Linked DNA regions of Mus musculus: all the other regions are linked to region 2. The links are chromatin contacts, called in public Hi-C and promoter capture Hi-C maps. All regions are on one chromosome and are shown on one strand. Each heading gives the region's core, a stretch centred on a gene start, on an enhancer-like site or on the middle of the called end of the contact. The rest is flanking DNA. Distances are from core to core; before and after follow the strand shown. Region 1 overlaps Grik4 (glutamate receptor, ionotropic, kainate 4). Region 2 has its middle 9.3 kb from the start of Gm26272. Region 3 overlaps Pou2f3 (POU domain, class 2, transcription factor 3).

Region 1 (3,244 bases), core at 641-3,140, 540 kb after region 2:
CACTGTCAACTCCACACAGCATCTCCCAGGCACCCAAAGTCACTGGTCTTGGGAAATAAGAATTATGCAAGCTAACGCCTGGTGGTGGGAACTTGGAGTGACTGCCAAAGGAAGGTTGGCGGGTTTGTCTTGTTTTCCATTCTCTGTGGGTTATGAAACAAACAAAAAGCAAAGACCTCAAACTACCTGAGCCATCTCTCTGGAGCAGGTTAGTGACTGCCTGTGCCGAGAGAGGATGCACCAGCTCCTGGCTTATAGAACAAGACGTTGTGAACGGTCTTTTGAGGATGGCCCTGACCTCTAAGATACAGTCGTCCAACACGGCACGCATCCCATTCTTGGATCTGGGCATAGGACCTCTTTTACCCACTCAGCTACTCACAGATGTGAAATACAGGGCATAGATGTAATTCTGTATTGGAGTAATGCTTTTTCAGAGATGAGAAGACTTTTTTTTTTGAGAAATATAGTCACTAGTAATGTGTCTAAGCTCCTGAAATAACCCTCACCAAAGCAACTCCAATTCCAGAGTATCTGATACTCTCTTTTGTCCTCCACAGGTACCAGGCATGAACAAGATGTGTGTGTGTGTGTGTGTGTGTGTGTGTGTGTGTGTGTGTGTGTGTGTGTGTGTAGGCAAAAATCATAAATATAAAATAAAAATTAGGGTCTGGAGAAATGGTCAGAGATTAAGAGCACTGACCCCTCTACCACATGGTAGCTCACAACCATCTGTAATGGGATCTGATGCCCTCTTCTGGTGTGTGTCTGAAGACAGCTACAGTGTACTCATATAAATAAAATAAATAAATTTTTAAAAAATAAAATAAAAATTAATAAATGTTTTTTAAAAAATCACTAGGTCACAATTTTTTAAGTCATAAGACCCCAGGTGGTGGTGCTGCTGGCAGCAGTGCACGCCTTTAATCCCAGCACTCAGGAGGCAGAGACAGGCAGCTCTCTGAGTTCGAGGCCAGCCTGGTCTACAGAGTGAGTTCCAAGACAGCCAGGGCTACACAGAGAAACCCTGTCTCAAAAGAAAAAAGGAAAGACATTAAAGCTAAAAGGGAGCAAGCTAGGAAGAGGAGAGAGACCGGAGGAAGTGAGAGGAGGACGTAGGAGGGCATGGGAGGGCAGTCCAGGCTAGACCACAAAAGCCCTTTCGCTAACTCAGGCCAGGCAGAACAACCAAGTGTGTTTCTATGCCACTAAGTTCATGGGTGGTTTGTTGTGCAGCAGAAACTTAACAACCACATTCTCCTTGCCATTACTTGTTAAAGCAAATAACTGGTCGCATCCTCCAGGCTTGGACAGACCAAGCAGGCCTCCAAGGTGTTCCCAGAAGAAATAAAGAAAGGCTGCCAAAGAAAGATCTGCCTCAGCATCCGAAGTCCGAACTCAAACTGCTTTTCTGCCACCTGTCAGCTATGTAAACTCAGACAAATTACTTACAAGCTGTCAGCCACACAGCACCATTAGGCAAGTTAGCCATGTCCTAACATCACTGAGGATATGAGTACGGGGACAGGGAGATCCAATAAACAGCAGGTGCTCAATAAATGCTCCAGTCTTTTTGAAGCAGCTGGACAAAATGGTCAGGATGTTTCCCACCCTGACTCCAATAAAGCAGGGAGTATGCAGAAAGGGCTCCAGGAGCCTTGCTTCTGCCTCCAGACCAGCTCAAATGTGCAGGACAGTGAAGGAGGGACAGTGTCGCTGAGACAGCGACTCGTTTGGGTCAGTGACACACTTAGCTTCTAATCTCTCAAAGGAAAAAGTCATCTCTTCCCTGCGTTCACCGCATCAGCAACTCTGTAAGTAAAATGCAGAAAACACCAGTCTTTATTCATTCCATCAAGCGGTAATTAGGGCTCGAACAGGAGTCTCCGTTGGCAGGCTTTCCAGCTCCTCTGAGCTGAGCAGCGTTCTAATTGGGCTGCAGCCTGGCTAAGGGGCTCATCCAGGAACTGGTTTCCCTTTTCCCCCCCCCCCACCCCCTCACACCTTTCTAGAAAAAAAAAAGATACAAAGACTCCGCTGTACTGGGAAATTAGACAAAGTGAGAAGTGCAACAAATAAGCAGGAAACACAGGCAGCCACAACCTGGGGGACCCCCGCAGATGCCTTAATGTAAACACGCTGGCATCAGCCGCCAAGGAAGACTGGGAAGCAATTTTATTTTTGTTGTTTAAAAAGAAGCAGTAAAGACATTGCCTTCCCGGTATACTAAGACTCAGCTGCCTCTTGGTGCTGTGCTCAGTGGAGGGAGGGAGGGACCCAGGGACAGAACAGGGCAGGTGACACCTGTTAGGTAGAGCAGCCAAGAATGGGAAAGGGAGAGGGTGGGCATGTGTGGAGCCCTGCACAGACACGGAGCCTTGTAGACACCACTCACTCACTCCCTGGTCCCTAGAGCTCCAAGCCGAGGCATTGCCATGAGAAGCATCTTCACCAGTGCACTGAAGGGACCCTGATCGCCCCAAAGGTAAGGAGCACAGCCACACAGAACCCCAGGAATGGAAAGTCAACCATCAAGGTGGAGAGACATTGCGGGCAGCAAAGCTACCAGAGTTGGCATGGCATGAGGCTTCAACGTCCCCAGCTCTGTGAGCTGCTAAATCAGGGAGGCTGGAGCCCCACCCCTCAAGGTGAGAAAAGAATGGGGTGTGGGTCAGGCTGCTGGGGCCCCTTCTCGCTTGCCCCTCCCCTTCCCCACATGTCCTCCTCCTTACCTCCCAAGCCAGCTCCTTCTCCCAAAACTTTCAAATAAGCCTACATCCGAGTCAGATATAGAGGTACAAATTTCTCTCTGAAACCCCGCCTCGGGCTGAAGTCCCACTCTGCCTTTCCTCTGACCACTGCCCCCATAAGCTGCTCTAGAACCTTCTACCTCCCAGGCAGAATCCACTATGCCCCCAAAGCCTTTTTCTCTAAATCCCTTCCACTATTCTTTCATGTTTCCCAGTTAACAGGCCTGTCCCTTCCCAGGACCTACAACTAGAGACAAGGTCTGATCTTTCAACCCCCAACGTTACAGCAGTTCTAAAACCTGTGTGGGTCGTGACCCCATTTCAGATATTTACATTATGACTCATAAAAGTAGCAAAATTACAGTTATGAAGTAGCAACAAAATAATTTTACGGTTAAGGGTCAGCACAACTGCATTAAAGGGTCGCAGCAGCATCGGGCAGGTTGAGAACCACTGGTTAACACACTGTTTGACACACGGTAGACATCTGAAAA
Region 2 (2,923 bases), core at 198-2,697:
GTGTCAAGTAATCTGTCGTGACAATAAGATAAAGAGCCAATATAGTAACAAGAGGATACCACTGGGAACTATGTCTTTTCTGCCTTGGGCTAAGACATAACCTAGAAGCAAAATTCTACATGACTATAAGGGTTTTGTTTGTTTGTTTTGTTTTGTTTTTAAGAAACTTTAGTAATTTGTGTAGACTCAAGTATTTGCAAGCCCCGAGGCAATTAAATATGTTACTTTCTTCAATAAAATGTTTGTATCCCAATTAAAATAGAACAACATAGTTGGAATTTTTTTGTACACTGAATTATTGCATAAAGAAATTTAAGAGTTAGGAAGAAGCCAAGAACTCTGGATTCCTGCTTATTAAAATATTGCTCCCATTTAAACACTTCTCATTAGGAATTGATCATTATTGAATAAATATACATGAAAATCCCCCATACATATATACAAGACGGTTTGTGCTTTTCCTTAGCACTTGATGCTGTTTATCCTTTAAGTTCAATTTAACACTTCTGTAATGTCTCCTCCAACGTGCAACATGATTCAAAGCCAAACAATATTAAATACAGTGAGAAAGCATTGGTTATGGAGGATGCTACATTTGCATAATGTATTGCAATTTCATCTAATGGGAGGATATCTTAGTTCTCCAAATATTTCACAATGGATATTTTATGTTAACAAAACAACAGCTAACCTAGAGGCGATGTGCAAACAGCAGCACGCAACCAAATGTACAGTGAATATAATCTCTCCATTTGTTTTCTCAGTATACAGAATTTGATTGTCGAGTTCTTCCTGGAATGATGGCCCTTTTGTGTTTTTATTTCTATCTATAGACATTGAGATCTGTCCCTCTGCCATGGCAGTGTTTTCTTAGGAGGGAGCCATATTTCAGTGAGCATAATTAAACCATCACCAACAGAACCTTCCATTAGTCAGAGCAGAGAGCTACTGCTCTTGCTTGGTGGATACACATCAGAGGAGTTTGCATTCTGCGTCGGGGGAAAGGCCAGTAAATATTTCATGAGCTCGTCTCGATTGGATTGTTTATTTCACAACATTTAAAAGAGATACTTAATTTTTCTCAGTAGCTATTTTTTGTCATCGAGTTAGAGAAATAGATATTAAGGACAAAATTTGCATGGGACGCCCAAAGCTGGTATTTTCTCGGAGCGAGGCTTACTGTGCGCATAAAAATAAATCTTACGGTGTTCTTTAGAAGATGCCCTTGGCATCTCCTGTGTTTTCTAAAGCTATATTCTGGTAATGTTCTGTAGCTAAGGTGTGGGGAGGCGGGGATTGTAATTTGATTGCTGTGGTTTCATATAATTCAGGTTTCACGCTATATTAAAAATGGACACTAGAGGGTGCTCTTTGATTTTCTTTTTCTCTGGCCTGGCAGCCGATGTCGGTACACCCAAGCCCTGAAAATTTCCCCAGTGTTCTAAGCAGGACAAAATCGCAGTGATGCATGCGGTGCGGAGACACCCTGAGGTTTGGAAGAGAGTCAGAGGGGTTCTAACAGGGGTAGCTTCTTAATTAATTCAGAATTAGTAAGAAGCAATGCTTTGTATCCCAGCCCTGGTGGCTGTTATCTTTTGATAATTACTTAATTCCTTTGGTTGCAAGGAATTTTATTAGATTTCAAGCTCTTGTTAAATGTCAAACGATTCTAAAAATAGTTGGAATATTAGACTATGTTAAATAATTGGTGCTCTTAAGCTCTGCCGTGAGGATTTTGAGTAAAGCACACACCTAGCACTGGTTAAGAAACCAATTATAGAATTCCCAACTGTCACAAATAGCAGCTCCCTGCTCCCCGATGTCTCCCTGGGTACTGAATACCATCAAGGCTGCTTTGTTTTCTCCTTTCTGCCCTTTGCTGACCAGACTCTTTCCCTCTTCCCTGTTTGAGTACAAACAATTATCTTTTCTGTTTGCTGGTTTGCGGTAGGGTCTCACACAGCCTGGAATGGCTTTGAACACCTTAGGTTACAGAACCCAGCTTTGAACTCCTGACTCCCCTGCCTCCACTTCCCAGGGATTAGGACACTAGGGATGTACCTCCATTTCCGGCGTCAGAGGTATCTTAAACTCTCGCGTGGCTATGTTTAACAAGTGTCATTTTCGAACATAAGAAAGAATCTTTGAGGGTCAGCAGGATGGCTCAGTTGGTAAAGGCTGTCAAGCCAATTACTGAATTTGATTCCTGGAACTCCAAAGGTTGAAGAAGAGACTCCATGGGCACAGGTTGTCCTCTGATCCACATGGACAGGTGAGGACACGTGGGCAAGTAAATGAATATAAGACAGAAACCTAAAGAATCTTTCTAGAAAAGTGTATGTTCCCATTTTACAGGGAAGAAAACAAAGGGGGCAGTATTGAGGGCGTTCAAGAGTCACACTTGGGGCAGAGGATTGGAAGAGTCAGGGCTGGATCCTGGTTTTTCTGTCTTTAGAGAAACAGGCTAAAGGGCCTGCCTGTGCTGTCATTTGTGAGGGAGTATTTCTCAACTCAGAGAGACATGCTTGCCTTGAAGACAGCTTGAAAGCCATTGCTGCTGGTTTCCAGTCTCCCTTACAGGCTCAGGGCAGGTTTCCAACTTATGGGGCCTCTGAAAGTTAGTTGATGGCCATGAGACTTGTGCTAGCCAATGGAATGGGAACGGCAACAAGGAGACTTCCAGGCAGAGAAGTGACAGAGGCAGAGCTGTGGGAGGGGCCCGAGCTGCTTGTACTCATTCCTTAAAGCCGCGCACTCAACTGGCGGCATTAAAAAATAGTGACGACACCATCAATCTCCTTTCCAGGAGACCAGCGAACGGCAGAGTCCACAGACATGAACAAGAAGCAAGTCTGTGCGGCTTAAGCCTTCGAGACCTCGGGGTCTCAAACTGTGTCTCCATAGTGTGGCTTACTGCAATGGC
Region 3 (3,337 bases), core at 663-3,162, 820 kb after region 2:
GCTGCTCTGATGGCAATAATGGCTGTTGTGATTGAAGGATAGCTCGGAGGATAACATGACCCTGTCACAAACAAACAAAAGCAAAACAAACAAAAACCCAAACCACTGAAAATAGTCTTCAGTGGCTAGTCTGATCAGTGTGACCATGCACTCTGATCACAGTAATTGGGAAGGTGAGGGAGGGGGATCATGTCTGAACTCAGCCTGGGCTGCACACAAAACCAACCAACCAACCAACCAACCAGACGAAAGAACGCTTACTAGGATAAATGTTTGTAGATCCTTTGCTTTTCTACTGCACTGGGCTATCAGAATTTCCTTTCTGAGGTGACTGTGTATCTAAATAGTATCTTTAAAACTCTCTAAATGTATGGATTGCCATCAATGAAGCTTGCAAGCCTGGAAACTGCCTGTCAGGGGACTCTGTCCATTCATCTCTTTTGTCTACCTTCTTAGCGCTAAGCTACATCTGCTGAAGCCCTCTGGGTCAGCATGATTTTGGTGACAGGGTGGCAGTCTCTCTACAAGCAGAGGAATGCCTTCCTTACAAGAGCCTGAGAGACCCTTGGTGGTTTCCAGTTCTTCCATCTCTACCACCCTTCCACGAAGCACACAGGAATCCTTCCTGTTGGGTATTTGCCTGACCCAAGCAAAGAGTTGAGAGTATGAGCTAGACAAGGTGGTGCACGCTACTGCTAGAGGACCAGGCAGGAAGGAAGGTCTCCAGTATAAGGACTGCCTGGGCCACATTGGGGAAACCTACCCCCCAAAAACAAACCACAAAGCTAGATAAACAAACAAACAAACTGAGATTAACATCTGAACCTGTGCTGAGTCCCTGTGGAAAATGAACGTTGATCACCAGGGAAAGGATTCTCATTGACTGACAGGAAGGAGCTAAATAGTGGGAACCTGAAGAACATTAATTGATTAAAAGACAACAATGGGGTTGGAGGGATAAGTCATTGATTAGCAGCATTTGCTGTTATTCCTGATAACCAGGACCCACTTCAGGTGGCTCATAACAGCCTGCAACTCCAGCTACAGGGGACCCAATGCCTTCCTCTGACCTACAAGATCTGATGAGGCAGTAAGGAAAACACAGGACAGTGAGCAAGGCGGACCCTGTTTCTCATCCTAACTCAGTCTCTAACTTTCCATGTGATCTTGATGGATAGGCCACCTGTTAGGTGTTCTTATGTGGTTCTTATCCCTCTGGCAGAAAAAGCCAACTCTAGTCACACGCACAGATGGTAGATGTGGTAGACCAGTGATTACCAAGAGATCCCCCAGAGAAGCCACAGACAGATGGATTGGTAAGAGGCTGGCTTTCCCAGCATACTTTGCAAAGTCACTGCCCACACACAGAGAGATCTTCTAGAAGCTTGAAGCAAAGCGAAGTAAGGAAAAGAAATGATAGTACTAATGGTAACAGAGAGAACTCTAAGAATTCAAAAGACACAGCAGATGGGTTGGTCTCTAGAGTTCCCTCCCTAGGCCTCCTTAGCTCTGCCCATCCGTCTCAGGAGTGCTGATACCCGGCTTCAGTCCACAGTCCTGAGGGTCTAAACAACCTAGATTCCACTGAGACACTTGTTAGCAGGTTTTTTAAAACTAGATAATCAATGGTTTCTTCTTCCAAAACCACCTCCACCAAAACAAATCTGCTCCAAAAGCTATTTTGACCATCTTTCTGCCATACCTCTGGGTTCTTGGCTTTCTGTTCTTTTTCTGCCCTCAGGTATCCCCATCCTAGAGAGGCTCAGGGAGGCAGGAGGGAAGGAGAGGGACAGAGGAGAGCATGCGAACGTGGAGGTGGGAGAGAAATCACACTGGTTAGAGCCATCCCAAGCAGCCTGGCATAGTTCCAGCTCCAAGGCAAGTGTTGGGTTCCTTTCCAGGCTCATTATGCTCCGCGGAGAGAGATAAGGGGGTGTAGCTATGACAGAGCTCGGAAGCATGCGCTCTGCCTCCAACCTGGGTGCTATCTGTTAGGATCGCTGCCAGGTCTTCCTGCTGTGCTGAAGTTCAGAAACCAGTACCACCATAAAAGAAAACGCACCCTTTCATCTGCCTCAAAGATCGATGCCCCGACACTCTTCTGGAGGGGGCCACACCCACCCTCCCAGTTCGGCAAACAGAATGCCTGATGGTAGAGACCTCCTTAAGGTGCAGGCTGGAGCGTCTTGGTAACTTATGTTTCTCTTCGGAGATTAATTTGTCTCGTTTTCCACTCATCAGTCTTTTTAGTCATTCATTTTCTCACAATTCCCTCCCCCCTCCCCCAACCCCTTGGGTAAGAAGTGCTGAGAGTAACCCCCAAAGAAGACAGCCTGAACAAAGAAAACAACGCAGGAGGCCAGGTGATGGTGTGCAAGACTTTAGTCCCAGTAGGGAGGCAGAGACAGTCATATCCCCGTGTTCAATGACGGCCTGGTTTACTGAGTGAGTTCCAGGACAGCCAGGGCTACACAGAGAAACCCTGTCCTGAAAAACAAACAAAGAAACAAACAAAAACACAGGAACACTTCTTCCAGAGCCTCAGCTTGTGGGCTAAGATGTCCCTTGGTTTAAAAAAACAAAAACAAGCATTGCAGGGCACAGGGAGAAGGTGCACTCCAATGTACTGCCTCCAGCATGGTTTTTGGGACACTCTCAGGTGCTGAGAAAGCTATGAAATTAAGAAATAAAGCCCTCACTAATCCAAAAAAAAAAAAAATCCCTTTTCACAGCTGTCGAGTGGAAAAGGCTGGAACCTTTCCAAGCAACTGGGTGTTGGCTGTGGGTCTGCGAGATGAGATAGAGAAACCTGTACCGGGTCCCGTTGACTTCTAAGATGAGAACCGCAGGCAAATTGGACGAAAACCCAGTTTCCCCCTCATACTTGTGGAAACGTAACTGAACCCACAGCCTGCTTAGCACCGTGAAGATGGTCTCCAGGGCCTTGTTGACAGTTCCTGTCACCTGAGTGGAAAGGCCTCTCTGCGCTCAAGCTGGGATGGCTAATCGCCGGGGACAGGGGCCATAGTACGCACTTGCCCTGGTGCAGGCACAGAACATCCCATCTACCTAGCAGATGGTTTGATGGTGTAGAATCTCCTCCACCCACGGCTCTGTGCAAAGGTATTGTAATGAGTCTTGGGCAGTGACCAGAGAGGTAAAGAGCTATCGTGAGTGATTATCTTTTCTAAGCCAAGTGAACTCCCTGACTTTACTATTTTAGAAAGCAGGAGTCTTCTTCCAGAAGGCGCCCTCCTAAGGAGGTAGAAGCCCCTTCCTGCCCTCATTGGTGTCTTCTCGGCCTGGAGAACGTGGAGACTTTTCACTCACAGAAGCC

What was found. Promoter capture Hi-C pulls out the DNA fragments that hold promoters and counts their contacts. A called contact is a pair of places that touch in the nucleus more often than the background predicts.
Region 1: a contact with region 2 is called in a Hi-C map of cortical neurons, with 2.6 times the contacts expected there. The contact joins two enhancer-like sites. A contact is called at or near these places in 1 of 39 promoter capture datasets (hippocampal neurons), 2 of 484 Hi-C or Micro-C datasets (both in cortical neurons), 1 of 115 datasets of contacts at active chromatin or transcription factors (acute myeloid leukemia) and 1 of 9 other capture datasets (embryonic stem cells).
Region 3: a contact with region 2 is called in a promoter capture Hi-C map of hippocampal neurons, with 4 times the contacts expected there. The contact joins two enhancer-like sites. A contact is called at or near these places in 1 of 39 promoter capture datasets (hippocampal neurons), 3 of 484 Hi-C or Micro-C datasets (the G1E-ER4 cell line, the HL-1 cell line and embryonic stem cells) and 1 of 9 other capture datasets (embryonic stem cells).

The regions. Positions count from the first base shown.
Region 1 is chr9:42,866,816-42,870,059 of GRCm38.p6, forward strand. The region is part of intron 1 of Grik4 (glutamate receptor, ionotropic, kainate 4); the gene reads right to left. Among named protein-coding and RNA genes, the nearest start is that of Grik4, 76 kb to the right of the region's middle. Within about 2 kb of position 1,891, at least 4 of the 459 cell types and tissues checked have an H3K27ac peak or open chromatin away from gene starts, as enhancers often do. A contact at or near this core is called in cortical neurons, where this site is marked.
Region 2 is chr9:42,325,479-42,328,401 of GRCm38.p6, forward strand. No RefSeq gene overlaps it. Among named protein-coding and RNA genes, the nearest start is that of Gm26272, 9.3 kb to the left of the region's middle. Within about 2 kb of position 1,448, at least 14 of the 459 cell types and tissues checked have an H3K27ac peak or open chromatin away from gene starts, as enhancers often do. A contact at or near this core is called in cortical neurons and hippocampal neurons, where this site is marked.
Region 3 is chr9:43,148,364-43,151,700 of GRCm38.p6, forward strand. All of the region lies in intron 3 of Pou2f3 (POU domain, class 2, transcription factor 3), which reads right to left. Among named protein-coding and RNA genes, the nearest start is that of Tlcd5, 33 kb to the left of the region's middle. Within about 2 kb of position 1,913, at least 32 of the 459 cell types and tissues checked have an H3K27ac peak or open chromatin away from gene starts, as enhancers often do. A contact at or near this core is called in hippocampal neurons, where this site is marked.